Linked DNA regions of Anas platyrhynchos: region 1 is linked to region 2. The links are chromatin contacts, called in public Hi-C maps. All regions are on one chromosome and are shown on one strand. Each heading gives the region's core, a stretch centred on a gene start, on an enhancer-like site or on the middle of the called end of the contact. The rest is flanking DNA. Distances are from core to core; before and after follow the strand shown.

Evidence for each region. Hi-C and Micro-C count contacts between places; a contact is called where the count stands out from the background.
Region 1: a Hi-C map of skeletal muscle shows a contact between it and region 2, with 1.6 times the contacts expected there. The contact joins the promoter of PUM1 here to the enhancer-like site in region 2. A contact is called at or near these places in 2 of 8 Hi-C or Micro-C datasets (liver and skeletal muscle).

What each region holds. Positions count from the first base shown.
Region 1 is chr24:5,652,228-5,655,098 of IASCAAS_PekinDuck_T2T, reverse strand. PUM1 (pumilio RNA binding family member 1) reads left to right here and starts at 1,596. Exons shown (of 18, transcript XM_072027559.1): 1 at 1,596-1,731.
Region 2 is chr24:5,617,684-5,620,383 of IASCAAS_PekinDuck_T2T, reverse strand. The region is part of intron 3 of PUM1 (pumilio RNA binding family member 1); the gene reads left to right. Among named protein-coding and RNA genes, the nearest start is that of PUM1, 34 kb to the left of the region's middle. Within about 2 kb of position 1,338, at least 3 of the 8 cell types and tissues checked have an H3K27ac peak or open chromatin away from gene starts, as enhancers often do.

The sequences.
Region 1 (2,871 bases), core at 347-2,846, 34 kb before region 2:
ACATGGAGGTGTTGTGGCAGAAACTACTGGTCCCAGGGTGCTGCGCTTTGTTTTATGCCCAGGCTGCAAGCCTGGCCGGGGAGGCAGCGCTGCATGCCGGGGCGCGTAGTCTGCAGTTCAGAGAAGGGGAGCGAGGGGAACAAAGGGAGAACATCCAAAAGCTGTGCCTGGCTTTTAGGGCTGGGCTTGTGAATGCACAGAGCAAGAAAGAGTGCCTCTGCTGCACCTGCTTGTCTGTTTAATGCACCTCCAGTCTGGGGCTGCATCCCCTCCGGCTCTGTGCGGGCAGGCCCGGCACAAAGCCGATGTTTGTTGTTTGGGCAGGGTGAGCCCGGCTCGCAGAGCTGGGGACGGGGGCTGCAGCTGCCCGCAGGCATTTCCACAGTGGAACGTGGGTCTCTGAAGGGGCTCGGGGGGGTCTGACGGGCTCCTGGCAGGGAGCACAGAAGGGCACCGGGTGTGAAAAGCATAGTCCTGCGGCAGTGCTGCGAATAAACAGAGTTTGTGTCAATAACGCAGAGTTCAGCGCCACGCTGCCAGGGAAGGAGAGCTGAGGACAGCTTGTGCTTTCACCTCTCGTGCCTGCCCAAACCTGGGAAAAGGCAAAGTTTAATGATTAAAGTACCTAGCTGGGAACTGGAGAGATCTGGCTCCTCTGATCACCTCGCCGCCCCAAACTAAGCCGAACTCTGCACGCACTTGATTTTACTGATCAGTTTCACCAAAAGCAAAATATTCTTACAGTAGTAATTGTTTTAATGACCATACTTATAATACAAATAATGAACGATTATACCTAGCAAGGAATTGCCCTAATGGCAGTAACGCCTGAGCCAGCTCCAATCCAACATTGTTGTGCCCCCAGTAGCCCCCACCCAGGGCTGGGCCTCGTTTGCTGTTAGTGCTTGAGTGAGAGGCTTGGAAAAAAGTGAGCAGGGGGCTGGGGACTGCTGGTAAAACGGAGACAACACTGGGGGCTCTCAAACTGGGGCTTTGCTGGGAAATGCCAGGCACTTCAGCACGGCATCCGTGCCGGGGCAGGAACAGATACCCCAGTGTATCGCACACAGGCATCTCTCACGCGCTGCAGCGCTTCTGTGTGGGACAGCCCGCTGATCTGCCAGCGAAAGGTGAGTGTATTTTATTAAATATGTGGGGATGAAGCGGGGGTGCGGGAGGTGCCCCCACACGCTGCCTCTCCCACCTGGCGGGCCCAGAGCACGCAGCCGATGCTTGGGACCCGTTGTGGGTCGGCACTCAGGGACCAGGCTGCTTCATATTTCCAGGTAGGTGGTGCCCGTGAAGGTGTTTGGCAGGGAGTGCGCACATTTTGGGGGAAAAAACACGGAAAATGGCGTTGGGGAGCAGCGGGTGGCGAGGGCCCGGCGCGGGGAGCTGCAACAACCGGGACGCGGCGGCGCCGCGCGGGGCCGGCCGCCTTCCACGGGCTGTGCGGGACGGTCCCCGGCCTCCGTTGGCCACCCCTAAGCCCACGGTCGCCATCCCCGGGCTTTGGTCGCCATCCCCGAGGCCCGCATGGCGTCGGCGGGCGGCGCGGAGCCGGCCCCGGGCCGCGGCCCCTCAGCCGGGGCCGGCCTCGCCTTCCCGGCATGCAGCGCGCCGCCCGTCCCCAGTGGGCCGCCATGTTGTCGGAGTGAAAGGCCGGGGGAGAGGCAGGCGGCGAGCGGCCTGGGGGGGGCCGAGATCCATCTTCATCCTACCGCTCCGCCCGTGAGTACCGGCACCGGAGCGGGCCCGCGGCGCGCCGCGAAGCCCAGCGGAGCCGCCGGTGGGGCCATATTGGCGGGGGGGCCGGGAGGAGCGACGCCAGGCCGCCCCGAAGGCGAGCGGTGGCGGCGGGGCGCCCCGGCCGGCTCGGCGCCTCGGCCGGGAGTCGGGGCCGGGCCCCTTTTGTTAGCGGGGAGCGGCCCCCGGGGGGGTGGGGGGCGGCGATTCGGGGCCCGGTGTGGGTTTGGGGGGCGTTGTTTTGAGGGGGGGGCGTTGTTTTGGGGGGCCTCGTCCCTCCCCGGGGGGGCCGCGGCCCCGCTTTGTTGGTTGGGGAGGAGCTGGGGGGGGGTGGGGGGGAGTTAAGGGGGAATTGGGGGGGGGTTGGGGGAAATTGGGGGGGTTGGGGGGGATCGGAAGGAATTAGGGGGGCTTGGGGGGAAGCTGGGGAGGTTTGGGGAGGAACTGGAAGGAATTGGGGGGCCCTGGGGGGCCCTAACAGGCAGCGGGGACGAAGGGGAGGGAGCAAAAATCCAGACAATACTTTTGGGATGTGCTGGGTGACCCTGGGGGGGTTGTTGTTTTTTTTTTTTTTTCGGTGTTTTTTTTTCTTTTCCTTTTTTTCTTTTTCCCCCCCTGCTTGTTTTTCTGGCTTTCTCTTAATCACAGTGTTTGGCCATTTTTAATTACACGCTTGCGATTTTTAACAGGAGATTCTTGTTTTGCGCCCCATCGGGAGAAATACTTGGTTTGTTGTTTTATTTTTTTTTGTTCTGTTTCGGTGCGTTTTTGTTGTTGTTTTTGTTGCCTTTTTTTTTTTTTTTTTTCTTTTGGTCGGTGTTTAATAACTTTGTTCTGAGCAGAGGTTTTATTAGACAGATCATGAGTAAGGAATTTCCTTTATTAAGAGTGAGGGAGGGGGGGTAAGGGGTAGAATTTATCTTACGATATTTTAATGGTGGCTGGAGCAGTTGGGCTGGCTATCGATTTACCCACTTCCTGCTGGGTCTCCCTGGGTTTTAAGGAAAACACAAGCTTTAACGTTAAAAGTTCTTGTAGGCCACACGGCTCTCAAACAATGGGTAGGCAGCTTTAATTTCCAGCCTAACTTTCCAAAAAAAAATTAAAAAAAATCACTGAAACCCT
Region 2 (2,700 bases), core at 89-2,588:
GAGCTCAGGCTCTCGCCTTGGGGCGTTACGGAGGAAGACTCAGGATGGTTTCGTCGTTCCTGTGCCATACGTGTGTCTGCAGCGTGCTGCACGTAGCCTCCTCATCAGCTCGACGCAGGAGACCTGTGTTAATTGCGGTCCGAGCGGCAGGTGGAAGGGCCTGTAGCCAACAATCAGACACAGCAGGGTGCTGGTGATCGATCATCTGTAGCTTTTGAGTGAGTTTGCCTTGGAGAAGAGCGTTTAATTAGTGAGGTGTACTAAGCAAAAAAACCCTTGAGCCCTTAACGTGACTTAGAGGCCAAACCACTGCTCAGCCTGGGTGCTGCAGCCCCGTTTTGGGATCTCAGCAGTACTGATCAGAGGAGGCTGAAGGGATGGTGAATCTGAATCAGCTCGATCTTACTGGAGCATGGCTCAAAACCCGGGGTCAGAGTCCAGCACTACAGAACTTTATCTCAGCCCGGTGGGTTTGTTTGACCTTTTCTCCCATAACAGCAGCCCAGACTCCTCAGCCCGGACAAGTAAGGCGAGTCCTGGCCTTGCTGTTTGGCCTCTCTTGAATGCTGGGCCTAGATCCAACGATCGACTTGTAATCTGCTCCTGTTCCTGCCCGTTTGGGTAACGACTGTAAATGTTTATTGCTTTCCTTTTGTAAGCGTAATATCCTTCAAAGAAGAATAAAATCCTTTGTTGGAGCTTATTGCAGCAGTATATGACTGGCCCTGGGTTTCCTGAAATATCTGATCGGTTTTTAGCAAAACAGCCTGATTGACACCGAGTACAGAGGAGGGACTGTTGCCATGTTTATACGAAAGCCCTGCCTTCAGAGACTTATCGTAGTCTTAAAGGCAATGTAAATAACCGTTAGTTTAGTCGGTTGTTCTCTTATGTAGCACATTGGGGAGGTTAATGGAGGAATGTTTTAATGATTAAGCTAAATAGCTGCTGTATAGCTCAGAAAGGAGAAAAAAGCAAGCTGTTCCCAAGTCTTTGTCTTACTCAGGTGTAGGACCTTGAATGCAAAACTTACTTTGGCTTTTTTTTTAAGCAATTAAACAATGAAACTTGTTTTGCTTATTTTTAAACACGTTGCAGCTATCTGACTTTTAAAGAACCATCCTGTATAGGAAAACAACCGCAGAGATGCGAAGCCTGTGATTTCTATTTTGTCTGGCAGTGTTTTCTGTTTAAGGCTCATTTACAAGTTGGTTCAAGTTAGTTTTTTTTTTCCTAGCCTTTAAAAAATAGGACTAAAAAAAACTGTTGAAGCAAGGCATCCCTGGAAGCATGTTTTACCAAACTGCACTTCTGGGTTCAGGCTCTGGATGGCCCTGTAGACATGCCTGTGTTTTCTCTGTATAGTGCACAGTAATAGCGGTGTGGAGCTGATGTAATCTCTATGTAATCATCCGTAAAGCTTTTTTCTGTGTTGCCTGTGAAGCTGTGGTTCTGTCATTTCTTTAAACCGAAATTTGGTGGGAGAGCAGGAGATGTCCTGGTACTCTGAGTGTGGCCGGGTGGCTCAGGGTCTGGCACGCTCAGCTGGGAGACGCCGAGGGTAGGCAGGGCAGGCTCAGTGCGGGCTGTTACTGTAAAATTCCAGCTTTGTTGCAACAGCTACTCACAACGACAGTAAGCGCGAATGACAGGCTTTTGTAACTATGAATGTTGCATTAAGATAGAAAATCATTCTTAATTTTTTTTCACTGCCACACGACCTCTCACTGCACGCCGGTGTAAGTGCAGCGTGCCTTGGCTCAGAGCTGGACCCATTTCCTTAATGTGCTCTATCCAGCAGCCGGGGTTCCTTAGTATTTGCTGCAGCTTGGATGAAAGAGGTCTGTCTTCTGAAAGTGCAGGGCTTTTTCCATTCATTTGTCAGAAACACATCCCGAGTATCCTGAACAAAAAGATCTCTTTAACAGTGTCTTTCTTGGTCCGTTGGGAAGCGTCACATACGTTGAAGGGATTACAAGCAAGTGCAGCTAAAAGCAATATTAAGAAGGGAAGGTCTTAATCACGTGTAATCTGATTAGGGATGTCAGATGTTTATATTGCAGAAGAAACTGGATTACAGAAATCTAATAGTGCAGTGTTTCCATAACCGTGTACCACAGGCCGGGCTGTTCTGGTTTCTTGGAAGTCCCTCTGAGCTCCCCCGCACGCTGCTGGAGATGCTTCACTCCTATACCTGTGTGAGAGAGGAAATAGCCTCAGTCTTTGAAATGTCAAATGACACTGCTGAACCCCTCCAAAGCTACGTCACTTGTTCGTGGGTTGTCACCAAATGCCATTTGTAAGAGGTTAAAATGCTCCGTGTGGGGATTTGTGTGAATTCCAGCTAATGGCTCTTCAAGGAGTATTCTCCTCTTTCTTTCCACTTACTGGAAACCACAATTTAACGTGGAAATGTAGTTTAACCTTGATTTAATGTAAGTTTCTGAGTAAGATGACAAAAATCTTTTACTGGAGGTTGACCTTTGGTCTTCTGCGACCTGTTGGAACACGGGGCTGTGCTGGCAGCAGGTGGAGACCGTGCATCCAGGCCCTGGTACCGCTGCCATTAAATACATCGGGTTGATGATTCCCAGAGCTCGTGTGGCGAAGGGGCTTAGCTGGCTGAGCACGGCCTGAAATTCTGACAGTGTTGGCTCTGCTCCCCTGCGTATGGTACAGGCAGTGCACAAGCCCCAGCTG